Regions from separate parts of the Ovis aries genome. Here region 2 is linked to region 1. A link is a contact called in public Hi-C data. All regions are on one chromosome and are shown on one strand. Each heading gives the region's core, a stretch centred on a gene start, on an enhancer-like site or on the middle of the called end of the contact. The rest is flanking DNA. Distances are from core to core; before and after follow the strand shown. Region 1 holds the start of CAVIN1 (caveolae associated protein 1). Region 2 holds the start of CNTNAP1 (contactin associated protein 1).

Region 1 (7,931 bases), core at 1,921-4,420:
ATTTAAGGCAGAACCTTGATAAAAGAATGCCTGGCTACTCCCCCAGCCCCCACCTCATGTCCCTGCAGAAAGGGAGGGGGTGGAAAGGGACGGGAGGCTGTACCCTGTAAACCCTTCTCTACTCTCCCAGGAAGTGGGGACAACCTTCCCTGAGCTGCTGGAGCACCTTCCACTTTGTATCAGAAACTATTTATGCATCTGTCACCCCTGCTACGCTATGAGCTTCTGAACAGGAGGGACTGGGCTTTTTTGAAGTTCCCAGCCCGGTAGCTGGCTCCTGGCAAGTAGTCACACTTTGCTGAACAGATGGATGGATAGAGCAACACGAGAGAGAGCTGTGAGATTCCAGCTGCTGACAGGGTTGCATCCTGGTGTTCTTTTTCTGGGCCAAAGGGTTGTTTGTTTCCACCTCTCTATCCCTTTTCCAGACTGCCTCACCAGCTGAAAGCACACAATGGAACAGTGTGCCTTTCAGCAAATAGAGTGAGCAATGGAAAATGCAAAGCATCAACCCTGAATGCAAGCTGTGGCAGGCCGGACACGATTCCAAATGAAGAGAAACTGCTTATTTTCACTGAAACGGAGTGAAGTTCCTCTGGGAAGGATTGTTTGGCTCCCATTCTGAGTGCCGGTATTAATAGAGCTGGGGCACCCAGGCTCAGCACGCCCCCTGTTGGATTTAGCTGACATTTAGTAACAAGAGGAACCGGAGAGCATCCTGTCTGATGCAAATCCAGGCGAGCAGCAGGAGGGCTCTTTCTGCGAAATTCTCAGAGCCATCAGATGAGTCAGAGACATATTCACTAGACTATCCCTGGGATATAATTTGACTCATAAAAAAATATGGACATTCTTTTTTGAAGACCAGAAATCCCTTCCTGATGGGAGAGTCAGAATGGCATGGACTTGATTCTTTTTATGCATGCAACCACAAAAACAAATCATCCCCAAAAACTTCTCTTCAGGATCCCCCAATGTAATCTGTATATCTCCATTGATAGACAACTGGTTAAATAAGTATAGTACACCCTTCCCCGGCGACTCAGTGGTAAAGAATCCACCTGCCAATGAGTTTGATCCCTGGGTCAGGAAGATCCCCTGGAGAAGGAAATGGCAACCCACTCCAGTATTCTGGCCTGGAAAATCCCATGGACAGGGGAGCCTGGTGGGCTACAATCCATGGGGTCACAAGGAATTGGACACAACTTACCGACTAACCACACCCATGCACATTGGAAAACAAGGCCTCTCTTGTACTGATCTGAACAATCTGCAAGATATATATTAGTAACTGACAAAAAAGCAAAGTGCTGATATACATATATGGTGTGCAAAGACTTCCTAGAGAAGATTCCACAAGAAAATAATAATTGTTGTCCCCTGAACCAGAAATTAAGTTTGCTTCAGATAAGAATAGAAAGAAAACTTCTTTTCACTATATTTCTTTGTGTGCTATTTGCAATTTGTATCTTATGTGGCACCTATGAAAGCTAATCAATATTTTAAAAATAAGAACCTTATGAAGGTCCAGTTAGTCTCCTTACTGTCACTCTTCTTTCTCTCCAGAAGTCTTGTCAATTCTCAGTGGAAGGAACTTAAAGTGTTATAACACATTTTTTTTTTATCAAATTCTAAAATCAATAGGTAATCTGTGTTCTAGTATATAAATACATGTGGTTTTATATACCAGTTCATTCTATTTGAATTTCAGACAAAAAAGCCACTTGTTTCTGTGGAAACAGCAACTGAAGTGTCAGGGGAAATATTCTATTCAATAGCTGTTGGGACTATTCCAGATGATTCCAGGCTATCCCAGACAGTGGGTTCCTCAGCTTCTTTCTAGGTTGGTGGCTTCTCTGACTGGATTAATAGGGCATGGCAATTTTTCATGCTTCCTAAAGATAATGCATGCCAGATGAGAAGTGACCTTTTGCCAAGATCATCATTGATCCAGCTGGGGAAACCCAAGGTTGGTTTCCTAACCAGGGAAAAGGTTTGCAGCTTTTCTGGGGGAAAGGGGGCTGGTACTGCTCCAGTGCTGTGCTAGAGAGTAAAACTGGGGAGAATGGGCATTGTCTCCTGGACTTCTTGATCCTGCTCAGAACTGCCTGCTCCTTCGTACCCATCATAGTGGGAAATATATTTGTAGGTTGACAGGCAGGTGGCACAAATGGGTGGCAGCATCTGCCCCTCCCTGTGCTGGTGAAAGATACAGCCTGCTAAGATGGAAAGTGCCAGAGGGGGGTCCTGACACCTGGTTTGAGCTCCAAGCTAAGGTGAAGTTGCTGGCAAACCTCCTGGCAAGTCATTTGCCCTCTCCAGACCCTCTGTTTCCCGTTTGTCAAATGAGGAGGTGGGGTCTGATATTTCTGCAAAGCGCCATAGTCTCTGGGCTCCAGAGAGATGGGTGAACTCCCTGTCCTGCTCTCTGGGCTCAGTGTCAGCCAGGCCTCTGGGGCAAGCAGAAACACAGAGAAAGGTGGATTTTAGAAAGAGATGAGTAAAAAGCTCTAGTTTCTATTTTATTGTCCATCTTTATCCTCCTCTGTTAGGATAATTCTAAGAGGGACCTAGAGGAGCTTGGAGGCTCCTCAGCACCACGGTGGCTCTAACGTGTAAGTTCTTCCCTTCCTTCGCAAACGACCCCTCAAGCTTTCTCGAACAGTGCTGGGTAACTTGATGGGGTGGGTAGTCAGAGGTCCCTTAGACGAGGCTGTGGAAGCCATAGATCCTTTCCCTCTCTAAAACGGGACACCGGCAAACACAATAGTTTGCTCGTAATTTCAGGATATCCTGTCCCACCTGACGACCTGCTCTGTAACTTAAAAGGCGGAGGCGGGTTTGCGGGTGAGAGAAAACAAGCGGGAGGGAAAAGCAGAGCAACACTCCAGGACCTGTTTCCCTTCCCAAGCGCACATTCCTCCGCCCCAGGCCCGCTCCCGCCGCCTCCACTGCCAGCGGAGGCCCTGGTCTCCCGTTCCAACTATTCCAACCATGCTAGGAAGGGTGGGGCGCTCGGCTCTTGGGTCCCCCTGGGCTGCCCCTCCTTCTCCAGCATCGGTCTCCCCTTCTGCCCCGGTCCCTCCCTTTCTGGGTTCGGGCCAGCCAATGGGCGACGAGCCTCCGGGGTTTGGCCTGGGATTCGGGGAACTCACCGATCCCCCGCCCCACAGTTCTGGCCACCATCCCGGTGCGCACGGACGTGGCTCGAGTTTCCTCCGCGCTCTCTCTCGCTCTTCCTCTTCTCCGGGTCTCCCGCTCCCGCTTCAGCTCCACCCGGCCGGCCCCGCACGGCTCCGGGCAGCCATGGAGGACACCCAGCTCCACATCATCGAGCAGCCGCTTTCCGGGTACCCCGACACCGGGGACCAGGGGTCCTCCACCATGGGGGCTCCGGCGGCCGAGGAGCCGTCGGGGGCCGGCTCTGAGGAGCTGATCAAATCAGACCAGGTGAACGGCGTGCTGGTACTGAGCCTTCTGGACAAAATCATCGGCGCCGTCGACCAGATCCAACTGACCCAAGCTCAGCTGGAGGAGCGGCAGGCGGAGATGGAGGGCGCCGTGCAGAGCATCCAAGGCGAGCTGAGCAAGCTGGGCAAGGCGCACGCCACCACGAGCAACACGGTGAGCAAGTTGCTGGAGAAGGTGCGCAAGGTCAGCGTCAACGTGAAGACCGTGCGCGGCAGCCTGGAGCGCCAGGCCGGCCAGATCAAGAAGCTGGAGGTCAACGAGGCCGAGCTGCTGAGGCGCCGCAACTTTAAAGTCATGATCTATCAGGTGAGCTGGCGGGCGGACCGCGCCCAGAGGCCCGGCGTCCCCCGCCCGGGGATCCGGGTACGGAGATCTGCCCGCGGCGCGGCTCTTGCGGCAGCCTGACCCGGCGCGGGGGATCCACCCTCTTTCTACGAGCGCTGCTGGGGTGGAGTGGGGTGGGGTGGCGTGGGTGGGCGGGCGGCGGGCTCCTGGAGCGCTCAGAGGGGCGCGCAGTGCACACCGCGGCTCCTCACCCAGCCGCTACCTCCGGTGTCCAACGCGTAGCGGAACCGAGTTAGGGGGCTGGACTCAGGGACACTGCGCCCCGCAGATCGCTCCCGACCTGGCTTGTCAAAAGTCTTCCTACTTGGAGGGAGTTTTGGGGAGAGCCGGGGTGCCTGGCGACCACTGGGGCCCGCTGTAAGCGGACACGGGCGGCGCGGCCCGGGTTTGGGGCCTCCGGCGCTGCCCGCCCGATATAGCGGGTGATTCAGGGCTCAGGCACGCACCGCGGGGGCTGCGCCAGGCGAGGGACGCGGCTGCCAGCACGCCCCCACAGACCCCGCATCGGCCTCGGCCGCCCACGCCGCCCCTCGCCGCGATCCTCTCCCGCCTCCCGGCACTTTCGGCCTTTAGGGACACCCTAACCCGCGGCGCGCCCCTACTCCTCCGCCTGTTGGAAGCAGCCGCGCGAGGGTGGTGGCCCGCGGCGTGAGGAGTCCTGAAGGGGCTGGTGGAGGGGAGGGGACAGCACCCCCCACCTCGGCCCCGCGGTCGGGGCGCGGTGAATCACCCCGCATGCCTGCGGGGGCGGCCGAGGAGCCGGAGGACAAGCGGCCGGAGGCTGGCGCGCCCCAGGCTCCGCCCAGTAAGCTTGTTGCTTCCTTTGCACCTCTCCCCGTTCTTCCCGCCTGGAAAAAAATGGGAGTTTTTGTATCCTAACCCCAAGTAAACCAGGGCATCTCAGGATCGCTGCTCTTCTCCACTCTGTCGCCCAAATTCCATTAGGGGCGGGTCTGAGCCGAGGGCTCGGTGATCTTGGGTGGGGTGGGAACGTGCCCAGCCTCGTATTTCTGCTTCCCTCGGGCCTGGTTGATGTTCCCACCCCAAGGAGGTGCGATCGTGGGGGCCGAGGGGTTAGTCTATGTCCCCTCGCTCCCCTCCCCGCACCGAAGGGAATGGGAAAAAAAGAAGGCCCGGTTTCCCACATCCCCCCAGGGAGAGGGCCTCTGTCCAGGAGATGTGGTTTCACTGACAGCTCAGAGGCCCTCCTTAGCTGTGTTCTGAGTGACCATCAGGGATGCCGCGAGGTCTTTGGTTTGGTCAATGTGGTGGAGCTAAGAGAAACGCAGATTGAAACAAGCAAGTTCTGGGGCAGTAGATATAAGTGAGCTGGCACTCGTATGAGAATAAGGTGGTGGGACAGAGGCTGCAAGGTTGCTCTCCGCTTTCTCTTCCCCCCAGGAACTCCTCCCAAGAGGTACTCAACCTTTAAACAGTTTACAACACCGCCCCCCCCCCCACCAATATAGCACTAACTGATAGAAAACATTTGCCCAGAATTGTTTCTGCTTAATTTAACTGCTCTGAGGAAGCAGAATGGGGTGGGTCTGACTTGGAGAATCCCAGGGACCGGGGAGCCTGGTGGGCTGCCGTCTATGGGATCGCACAGAGTCGGACACGACTGAAGCAACTTAGCAGCAGCAGGGTGGTGAGATTTTTTTAAGAGAACTGCCTAGCACTGGGGTTCATCTCACGAAGGAGAAGAGGGCAGGGCTCTGGGACAGCGGACCCCCTCTATCTTCTCTCCAGAACCTAGTGTGGGAGAGGGGAGCCACGAAGGGCTTGTATGGTTGACCCTTCTCACTCAAAATGTCCCAGACCGCAGGACCTGGGAAAGTTCTCAGCCTGGAGGTAAACCTCCTTATGTCAAAGATGGAGATTCTGAGAGACTTCTGTGCAGAGGCCAACGGTGTGTCTGTTACTGTCTCTAGCCAGGTGGCACAGATTGTGTATCTGTATATTGTGTATCCACGGTGGGGAGGGGGTCTTAATCGCAGGGTGGCTTTGATTGCATCAAGGCCAGTGGGGGACAGAGGGTTGAGGTAGAAGGAATGACTCAAGCTGGAGACCCTGAGCCCCCAAACCACAAGGGAAATAACTAATACCTAAAGTGGTCCCAACCCACAGTGAAGCTCTGGGAAAAAAAATTCCAGCAACATGGGTGGGGCCCAAGGCCGCAGAACTTCCCTGAGTTACAGAGCAGATGTTCCAGGTGGGGGTGAGGGGGTGGGGTACTCAGCTGTTGGAGGAAAGCAGAGGCTGCTCCTCCCTGAGGCCTGCAGGCCTGGGAAGAGAATGAGGTAAAAATAGCCTCATGCCTTGGCAGACCTAATAGGGAAGGTTGGGGGCAGCAACATTTATGATAAAGTTGGGCTAAGGGGGTAGGATGTTTGGGTGGCCAGGCAGAGAGATCTGGGGAAAGGCTGCCCTGGGATGATGTGAGTTTTCCAGCTGGGGAGGGGATGTGGTGTTCCCCACTGCAGAGGCGGGAGGTGATGATGTGGCAAAAGGGAGATGTGAAGGGGTGGGAAAGGGGTGGGAAGGCCCCAGCTGTGGGGTCAGGCCATTTGGTTTACCGCACCTTTTTCCTGGGGGATAACAGAGGGAATCCCTTGTGTGGTCCCACCCAAATTCAGGGAACTGCTAGGCATAATGATTTCACAGGTTAAGTTTGTATTTGACAACCCTCCCCTTCACACACACACACACACACACACACACACACACACACACACACATGAAATTCATCCCCTCCCATCACAGGATATCAGAGTCCTCACCTTGAACTCACTTCTGAGTCACTATTGTCCTTCTTTGGCATTTCCCTCCTTGTCTCCCAAACAAAAACAGCACTTTGGCGTCCCATCCTATCAGGCAACATCTCACTAGGCAACAACAGCCAGTGAGAGAGAGAAGTGAATCCTACTAGTAACTGAGGGGTCAGTGGACCACGAACTGCTAGGAAGACCAGGCCAACTACAGCCCCTTGCAAACAGGAGCGGCTGTGCTCAGTAAGGAGGGCTTCCCAGATGGCTCAGCAGTAAACAATCCACCTGCCAAGCAGGAGACTCCAAGTTTGATCCCTGGGTCAGGAAAGAAATGTCAACCCACTCCAGTATTCTTGCTTGGGAAATCCCATGGACGGAGGAGCCTGGCAGGCTACAGTTCATGGGGTAGCAAACATTCGGACATGACTGAGTGACTTCACTAGATAGCTAGTACTCTTGCCTGGAAATTTGCATGGACAGGGGAACCTAGTGGGCAATAGACCATAGGGTTGAAAACAGTTGGACACAGCTCAGTGACCAAACAGCAGCAGCAACAGTGCTCATTAAGGAGCCAATTCTCCTAATCCTAATACCCAATCCTAGTTTGGATGTTATTGGAGTTCTTTTAGAATCCAGAAAGGGAGGCTAAAATGGAAATAAATGTGTTCTGAAGTAGTTTTGATGAAGCAGTTAGTGACCTACATTTGGACCCATCAGACCTGCTCTAAGGGCTTGAGGGCAGGACGCATTTAAGGGCTTAGGTGGTGCATGGGCATTAAAGGGGTGGACACCAGGGCTGGCGTGAGGGCCTGCTGGCTTCTCCTCCTCAAATCCTAACCCAGACTATAGCTCCTCCCTGGACTCAAAGCAAATCGGGGCTACCTGGTTCCAGAAGAAGCCCACACTTTTCTCAAAAAAAAATCATCCCAACTTGGGGCTCTGGTCCCTCTCACCCCTTGGTGGCCTAGTGGAGAGTGTTTACCATACGCTTCCTCCAAAAAGCTAAGTTTGGGTTGTTTTTCTGGTCACTGGATACGAGTGTTAGTTGCTCAGTTGTGTCTGACTCTTTGCAACCCCATGGACTGTAGCCCACCAGGCTCCTCTGTCCACTGAATTCTCCAGGCAAGAATATTGGAGTTGGTTGCCATTCCCTTCTCCAGGGGATCTTCCTGACCCAGGGATCGAATCCGAGTCTCCCTCATCGTGGGCAGATTCTTTACTGTCTGAACCACCAGAGAATCCAAAAATCTACCGCTGGAATACAGGGAGCATATTCTTAGAGGTATTCCTAAGACCAAAGAAAATCATACTCTTCCCTCTGATTTTTTAAAAGTGAAGTCTGACTAT
Region 2 (7,931 bases), core at 2,265-4,764, 220 kb before region 1:
TCCAGATTTCTAGACTCCATCTCAGCAGCTCTGGGGTGGAGCCCGGAAATCGGCATGCTAACACCAGCAACAACAACAAAACCCAAGCTTTTCTGGCAGTTTGCCAACTCTTGTTAGCATACTCAGAAAGCAGAGTCTTACCTCTGAATGAAGTGCCGCCCCCCACCGGCCCACCCAGCATCTCACTTAACCAAATGGCTCCTCCCCTCTTTGCTCACCTCGTTGTCCAGGTTCAGTCTCTCGAAGTCGCCATTGAGCACGAAGCGCTGCACGTAGCCGTCCAGGGTGAGATTTGCCTCACGGCCAAATCGGTCGACACGCACGTAATGCCAGTGCTGGTCATTGAGGACGCCGCCAGCGCTCACGGTCGTGTGACCCGGCCTTGGCTGGATGGGGCTGCTGCCTGAGGGTGGGGTAGGGCTGGGTCAGACTGGGAACCTGGACCCTATCGCCCAGCAACACCCCCAGGCGGAGCAACAGCCTGCAACACAGAGGAGGAACTGCTCAAGGCCCAGGACGGCCAGGGAGGGTGGGCACACAGAGACTGGACCACCCTCAGCCTGCGATGGATCGGTAGCCCTTGGCAAGTACGGACTTAGTCATTTAACCCCTCTGACAGAGTCGGACACGACTGAAGCGACTTAGCAGCAGCAGCAGCAGAGCCTCTGTCTTCCTATCACTAAAACGGGGCACGATAGCTGGTTCTACCTCATCATGGGCATATTGTGGAAAGCGAATGAGATACAAAATAACAACGCTTCAGGAGTGTGTGTGTATGTGTGTGTGTGTGCGCGCGCGCACCTGTATACCTATACACAATGTTTTTATAATGAGGAAACAGACTGGGAAAGTGCTTGTCCAAGGTCACACAGCTGGTAGGTGCTAGGTGCTGGAATCCGCTTGTCCTAATTCCCAGTCCAGAGTTTCGCAAGCACCAAATTTTACACGAAGAAGGCAGATGGGTCCAAACAGTTAAGGAAGGGGAAGATAAGGAATGGGGCGCGGCTTCGCGGAGGAGGTGCGACAAGGGACGTGGGAGGAGAACCTGGGGCTCCGCGCCGCGGCCGCGAGCTCACCCAGGCTCATGTGCAGCAGCAAGTGCGCCCCCTGCAGCTCGAGTGTCACGTAGTCGCCCTGGGCGCCCTCGGCGTGCAACAGGAGCCCGTCCTTTTCTTCGGTTTTGAAGCTGAAGGCGAACACGTCCCACAGACTCCGGCTGACCCCTCTCGGGAAGCGGTACGAGATGGCATCATCGCCATCGAAATACAGCACGTCGGACTCTGCGGGAAGGACCGTAGGTGGGGCGGGGGCCAGGGGATTCTGTCTCCCGCCCCCACCAAGACCCCGCACCCTTACTGTAAGGGCAGCCGTAGAGGCCAAGCCTCAGGCCGATCTTGCCGCGCGGGTTCCAAGCCAAAGGCACGATGCGGATGTAGCGCGCGGTGAAGTGATAGTGCAGGTCGTGGCGAACTACCGCCGACTCGTTCATGTTACCGAAGAAGGTCTAAGGGCAAGGGGAGAGCGGTGACCACGTTCCCACCCTCTGCTTGCTTTTCCATAGCCTCCCAGCCCGCAGCTGTCGCATCCAGCTAATCTCGACCTTTGGAAGGCAGACACTCCTTATCTCCTCCGCCTTCCTGACTTTACAGTTTCCCTAGCCTAGAGCGTCTTCTCCACCATCCCAGTATTTCCTCAGAGGTCAACTCAGATGTCGCCTCCTCCAAGAAGCTCTCCCAGATTTTACCTTGAAGTATGTTAAACGGCAAGCAGACGGTCCTTCTGGACTGAGTCCCTGGAGCGAAAGTCACTGCTCCTCATCTGTGCCCTCACCACCACCTCCTCCCCCTCCCCCCAAATGTGCCCAGCCCAGCCCAGGTCACGGAGTTGAGAAGGTTCCCCAAGCGTGTGTGCAGGGAGCCTGGAGTACCGCGTTGTGCCCTTGCTGATAGAACGGTGTCCAGCTGTCCACTCGGTCGCCGTAGAGCAGCATGTAACGTGTGACCCAGTCCCACGAGTTAAAGGAGCCCTGCGTGGCCACAGCCCGAATCCGGTGCTTCTTCATTAGGTCGATCTGGAGCCAGGGATTTGGGTCCCCAATCCGGGGAGACCATCCGCTTATTCCTACAGAAGGGACAAAGGCTTTCACCACTGGCTCCCCCTTTACCTCTAGCCCTTCAGAGTCCCTCACCCCACCATGGGGCACCACCGTGCTCACCGTGCAGCCGGGCAAAGCGGGGCGCAGTGAAGAGCCCATAGTAGGAGGAGGCGCCCAGGGAGCGTGCATACAGGGGCCCGACCAGCTCCTCATCGCAGCCATCTGGGTTGCAGGAACAGACATGTTTATCAGGGCGGCCCCTCCCAGTCTTTCCAAAGGCCCAGAACGCTGAGCAACTGGCGCTCCATCTTCACTCCCCCCAGTGCAGACCCAGCCCTAACTTAAACCACCTGCTCAACTTGGCCTGCAGCTACAGCTGCACACTGAGGGGAAGCTGGCTTCTCCTCCTGGGGGAACCCCTAGGTCAGACCCTCCCAAGGACCAGTTGGAGTTCAGTACTCCCCAGAACACAATCCCATACCTCAGCATCTTTCAGAACCTGAGTCACCCCAAGACATCAATCCATCCCCAGACTTAGCCTCAGTCCCATTCAGCAGCACCCGCAAACGTGCACGGAGCCCAAATGCAGGCCTAGCCCCAACCCCAGCCAGTCCTAGCGCCACCAGTTCCATGTCCAAATTTAGCATCGTATAGGCTCACCAAATACTGCCTGGATCCCAACCCCCATATCCAGCCCCAGCCTTAGCCGCAAACCCCAAACGCTGGTCCCTGGGCCAGCTCCAAGCCCAGCCCCAGTCCCCTTAACCCTAGCCCGAGTCACCGGTACCACTCTTATTCCCAACCCTCAAACCCGGCACTCGCTCCCGCTTGGATCCCAGCCCCAAGTCCCCGCCCGGGCCGACTCTATCTTCAGCTCGGAGCCCAGCCCCAGCCCCAGGCGCGCGCGCCAGCCTCGGAGCTGCATTGCGGAGCGCGGGGGAGAGGCTGCAAAGGATGAAAGCGCGCGAGTGCGCGCCGGCCGAGAAGCGACCCGCGACCACCCAGCCGCAATGCGGTGCGGGACCCGCCCTGCAGACCTCGGACTCCCGGGCCTAACCCCGCCTGCCTGCGAGCCCTGCACTCACAGTAGCCCCAGCCCCGGGCTCCTGAGACCGCGGCGAGTAGGATGCAGAAAACCCGGAGATGCATCATGCAGGGCTGACGGGTCTCGGCGGCCGCCTTCCAGTGCCCGGCTCCGGCTAGGGCTCCAGTTTCAGCTTGGGCTATCCTCCTGGGTTTTTGCAACGAATGGCTGTCTCTCCCCCTTACCCACCCCTCTCTCTTCCCACTCTCCCCCAGCCCTTCTTTCTTGTCTCCTTAGGTGCCGTTCCTGCTTCTCTGCTGTTCTCTCTTCTCCTTCCACCCTCTCTCACCTCCCCCCTTCCCCAGCCTCGCTCTCCTGGCACGCGCCGCTTTCCCAGACCCCGCGCAAGCGCGCGCCTCAGCCCCGCTGCGAAAGGGCGGGGGTAGAGAGCCTCCCGCCACCGGGAAATACCCTGAATAACCCGAGGCTGACAGGGACTGTGGCCGCAAAGATGGGGGAAGGGAGAAAGGGCCGGCTGGGGGATCCTGGAAAATCCAAGAAGAGAGATGGAAAGGGAGGGTGCTTGGAGATAGGGAGAAGTGTAAGTAGAAAGAATCTAACATTTTCAGACAGCAAATTCTGCTCCAGGCACGCGTGCTAGGCACCTTCATTACCCTGTGAATTCTGCATTTTTACCTCACTCCATTTTGCAGATGAAAAACCTGAGGCTCAGAGAGGTAAAAAAAAAAAAAAAAATTATTCAGATCCCACAGGTAGCTACCAAGTGATAATATTCCAAAACACATTCTTTTTCTACTGGCAAGGTAAATTATTTTTTTTAGGAGGTAGAATAGGAAAGTTAGGTAAAGAGGGCCCACAGACCCTCATCCCCACCTCCGTCTCAGCCCTTCTCCCCGCCCCTTCCTTCCTGTCCCATTAGTTTATAACTTCTCTCCCCGGTGGCTTTACCTCAGAAACTTGAGTAGCCAGAGATGGGGACTGAGCCCGCAGAACAGGTGGGAGTGGGGGCAGGGGGGAGGAAAGGGTTACAGGGAGGGAGGGTAAATGTGAACGGATGGGATTCCCCACCTGGCACCAGGCCTCTGCCTTCCTATGACCTACCTAGGATGCCTGGAACCCTCTGGAACCAGGGGTCCTCCAGATAGAAGGGGCTAGTAATGAGAGGCTGGGGTTGGGGGACACGACTGGGGATGAGAGGAAGGGTGAGCTGAATCTTTAGGTCTAAGGTCCTAACTGAGCCCAGAAAACCTGAACTCCAACCCTTACATCATGAGTAGTTCAGTGAACCTTGTACTGGAAGCTTAGGGGTGGGGGGTGAGGAGGAGAGAAGGGAAAGGAGAGAGAGAAAACGATTCTCCAGACCAAGCAAGAATTCCAGGGACCAAGTGTGAGGCAAAGTCTGAATATGGGTGTTCTTCCAGGAGATGGCGCTGCAAAAGAATGGAAGCTCTTAAGATTTATTAATAATACAGACGCTGGGCCCTTCAGAGAGCACAGATGCTTCACATTCATTATCTTCCTTATTTCAAACAATCCTTGTTTCAAACCACCCCTGGGGATTTCTGATCTCCACATTACCTATTAGACAGGTGGAGAGCCAGAAAAGCAAATGATTTGCTCAAGGTCACCCAGGAAGCTGGATGTAGGGACAGGAGGGGTGTGCCGGAAGTCAAGGCCTGTCGAGGATATGCTAGGAAGAGTTTAGAAAAGAGTTTATGTCTTCGCCCTGTGTACTGTACCATTGTACCTGGTCACACACAGGCTCTTAGCTTGGAATGCTTGTGTGGGAGGGGGAGCCGTGTGGTTGAGGCTTGTCTCATAAGATCTCTTCTTGTTATGGCTTCCTCAGGTCTCCTGGGGACCGTACTCTGGGGAGGATGAGGAGGCATATTCGGTTGAGCCCTTGCCAGAGCTCTGCTACAAGGCGGACGTCCAGGCCTTTAGTCGCGCCTTCCAACCCAGTGTCTCCCTGACGGTGGCTGCACTGGGTCTGGCCGGCAATGGCCTGGTCCTGGCCACCCATCTGGCGGCCCGACGTGCTGCCCGCTCACCCACCTCCGCCCACCTGCTCCAGCTGGCCCTGGCCGACCTTCTGCTGGCCCTGACCCTGCCCTTTGCCGCAGCCGGGGCTCTGCAAGGCTGGAGTCTGGGAAGTGCCACCTGCCGTGCCATCTCTGGCCTCTACTCGGCCTCCTTCCACGCCGGCTTCCTCTTTCTGGCCTGTATCAGCGCCGACCGCTACGTGGCCATTGCGCGGGCCCTCCCAGCTGGACCGCGGCCCTCGGCGCCCGGCCGTGCACACTTGGTCTCAGTCATCGTGTGGCTGTTGTCGCTGCTCCTGGCGTTGCCCGCTCTCCTTTTCAGCCAGGATGGGCACCGGGAAGGCCAGCGGCGCTGTCGTCTCATCTTCCCCGAGGGCCTCACGCAGACGGTGAAAGGGGCGAGCGCCGTGGCGCAGGTGGTCCTGGGCTTCGCGCTGCCGCTGGGCGTCATGGCGGCCTGCTATGCGCTGCTGGGCCGCACGCTGCTGGCCACCAGGGGGCCCGAGCGCCGGCGCGCGCTGCGCGTCGTGGTGGCCCTGGTGGCGGCGTTCGTGGTGCTGCAGCTGCCCTACAGTCTCGCCCTGCTATTGGATACTGCCGACCTCCTGGCGGCCCGCGAGCGGAGCTGCCCCGCCAGCAAGCGCAAGGATCTGGCACTGCTGGTGACCGGGGGTTTGGCCCTAGCCCGCTGCGGCCTCAACCCGGTGCTCTACGCCTTTTTGGGCCTGCGCTTCCGCCAGGACCTGCGGAGGCTCCTCAGGGGTGGGGGCTGCAGTCCAGGGCCTCACCCCGGCGGCGGCCGCTGCCCCCGCCGACCCCGCCTTTCTTCCTGCTCGGCTCCCACTGAGACCAACAGTGTCTCCTCCTGGGACCACTAGGGCTGCGAATCAAGAGGATTGGGCGGGCTGAGGAAATGTTTCCAGGGAGAGTAGTGGGAAGGGGGAGTCGGTGGGGGGCACTGAGAAAGAGGTAGGGACCTAAGGAATTGCTTCTGTACTTTGGCACATTAAATAGACAACATGGAAATGAGATGCAACTCAACAACTGTTACTATTTTTGAGTCACCGGCTTGGAAATGATTTGTAGCAGGGCAGAAATGGTGGTTCCCCCCGCCCCGCCTTCCCACTCTCCCGCTCTTGGCTCTGAGAGGAAGGCGCTGAGAGCCTGGGTGGGGGTGGGGGTCTCCTGAGCCTGCTAAAGCTCTAGACACTGACACCCACTCTCACCGGGCCTCTGCCAGCAGAGGTAAGGTGGGAAAGTTGCCAGGCGAGGAGGGGTGGGGGTTCCTCCTGATACAGTGTAAGGAAGAGCTTTCTAACAACTAGAGTGCTATCCAGTAATGGCTGCCTTAGCAAGTACCGAGTTTCTGGCCTCTGGAATGCTCAGGCTGAGGCTGTCCGGGACTGTGTGTGCCTATGCCTGGTGTGGGGGTAGGAACGCGGCCAGGAGATTCCCGTTTTGGGTGTGCTTTTGGATTCAGTTACCACTCTAGAGTCCCTTCTAAGGTTCTCTTTTAGGGACAAAAAAGTAATCTAAAAAGTTGAGTTGAAGTTTTTCACCTTGGAGAAAATCCAAGGAGAGAATTCCAATTTGCAGATTTACAAAGAGTGGTTACCACGGGTGAGGTGGGGGTGGGGGTGAAGCCATTCTCCGTCTTCCTTCGGGACAGGGTCAGAGGGAATGCACTGAGCCTGCTGGAAAGACAACGGAAAGAACTTCCCTGCAGGCAAGGGCCTGGGATCCAGACAGGGAAAAGAGTATATGGTTTCCATCCCGAAGAAGTCTCAGGGCAGGCCTCTCTCATCTGGGGCGAGGACAAGGCTGGGATGGCCTCTAGAGACATTGATTCCCAGTCTTTGTTTTACATAGTCAAGACACGCAGAATGGTGTCCACGTGCCACAACTCTCGCAGTTTAACATCCGGTCAGCAAAGCTGCCCTGACTACTGCAGCCAGGGGTCTGGGGACCCAGGGCAAGAAGGGCGGAGAGTGGCGGGGATGTCTCCAGGGAGGCGCTGGCCTGTCGTCCCTGCCCTGTCCCGCCCCGCCCAGCTCGGGCTAGTTTTCCTTCTCGGAGCCTCCGGGGGCTGAGACTAAGAAGCACGGCCTCCCGGTACCAGGCTCCAGGGAAGGCCCGGAGATGGCGCCGATCCTCAAAGGGTCCAAGCCACTGGGGGTCAACCTGGAACCCTCCACCAGAGCTCGCGGGAATCGCCGCTGAGTCAGCAACGCACGCGCGCGCCCGCGGTCACTCTGGCCCCGCCCCTCTGACCCCGCCCCGTCCGCTTAGAGCCTCGGTTAACCCCTTCCTACCCCAGAACCGCAGGATCGTCACCTGAGAAGCCTCCACTCCATTCGAAGACCACGGGATGCCCTAGAATCCCGTCACTCTACTCTTTCAACTGGAGTTCAGTGAGTTGTGCGCTCTAAATTAGATTTTATTTTGGGCCCTGGACTGTACTTTCCCGGAGTCTCTGCCTCAGCTTCTACACCTCAAAGAGGTGACTCAGATCGAGGAATTGGACTCCGTCCATGGGCGGAGGGCTACACCTCTAGGGCTGTGCGTGGCGCAGGTAGCTAAGGCTCTTTCCTTTCTTAGGAGCCCTGTGACGAGCCAGCAGTCGGAGGGCAGCACTCGGAGGTTTCCTCTATGCCCTATGGGCACTTTGTTCTCCAAAGCTCTTGCCCAAGAGGGCTTTTAATTTGTTGGTTGGTAAGCCAAGAGTTAAAACAAGAGCATGAAGGCGGGC

What was found. Hi-C and Micro-C count contacts between places; a contact is called where the count stands out from the background.
Region 2: a Hi-C map of muscle shows a contact between it and region 1, with 4 times the contacts expected there. The contact joins the promoter of CNTNAP1 here to the promoter of CAVIN1 in region 1. A contact is called at or near these places in 2 of 16 Hi-C or Micro-C datasets (muscle and skin fibroblasts).

The regions. Positions count from the first base shown.
Region 1 is chr11:42,248,237-42,256,167 of ARS-UI_Ramb_v3.0, reverse strand. CAVIN1 (caveolae associated protein 1) reads left to right here and starts at 3,170. Exons shown (of 2, transcript XM_027974504.2): 1 at 3,170-3,777. The coding sequence starts at 3,307.
Region 2 is chr11:42,471,728-42,479,658 of ARS-UI_Ramb_v3.0, reverse strand. It overlaps CNTNAP1 (contactin associated protein 1), which reads right to left and starts at 3,514. Exons shown (of 24, transcript XM_004013400.5): 1 at 3,181-3,514; 2 at 2,216-2,317; 3 at 1,928-2,121; 4 at 1,357-1,504; 5 at 1,077-1,280; 6 at 219-403. The coding sequence starts at 3,247. CCR10 (C-C motif chemokine receptor 10) reads left to right here and starts at 4,112. Exons shown (of 2, transcript NM_001040287.1): 1 at 4,112-4,135; 2 at 4,990-6,075. The coding sequence starts at 4,112. The coding sequence ends at 6,060. LOC132657423 (a long non-coding RNA gene) reads right to left here. Exons shown (of 2, transcript XR_009595598.1): 2 at 6,339-7,931.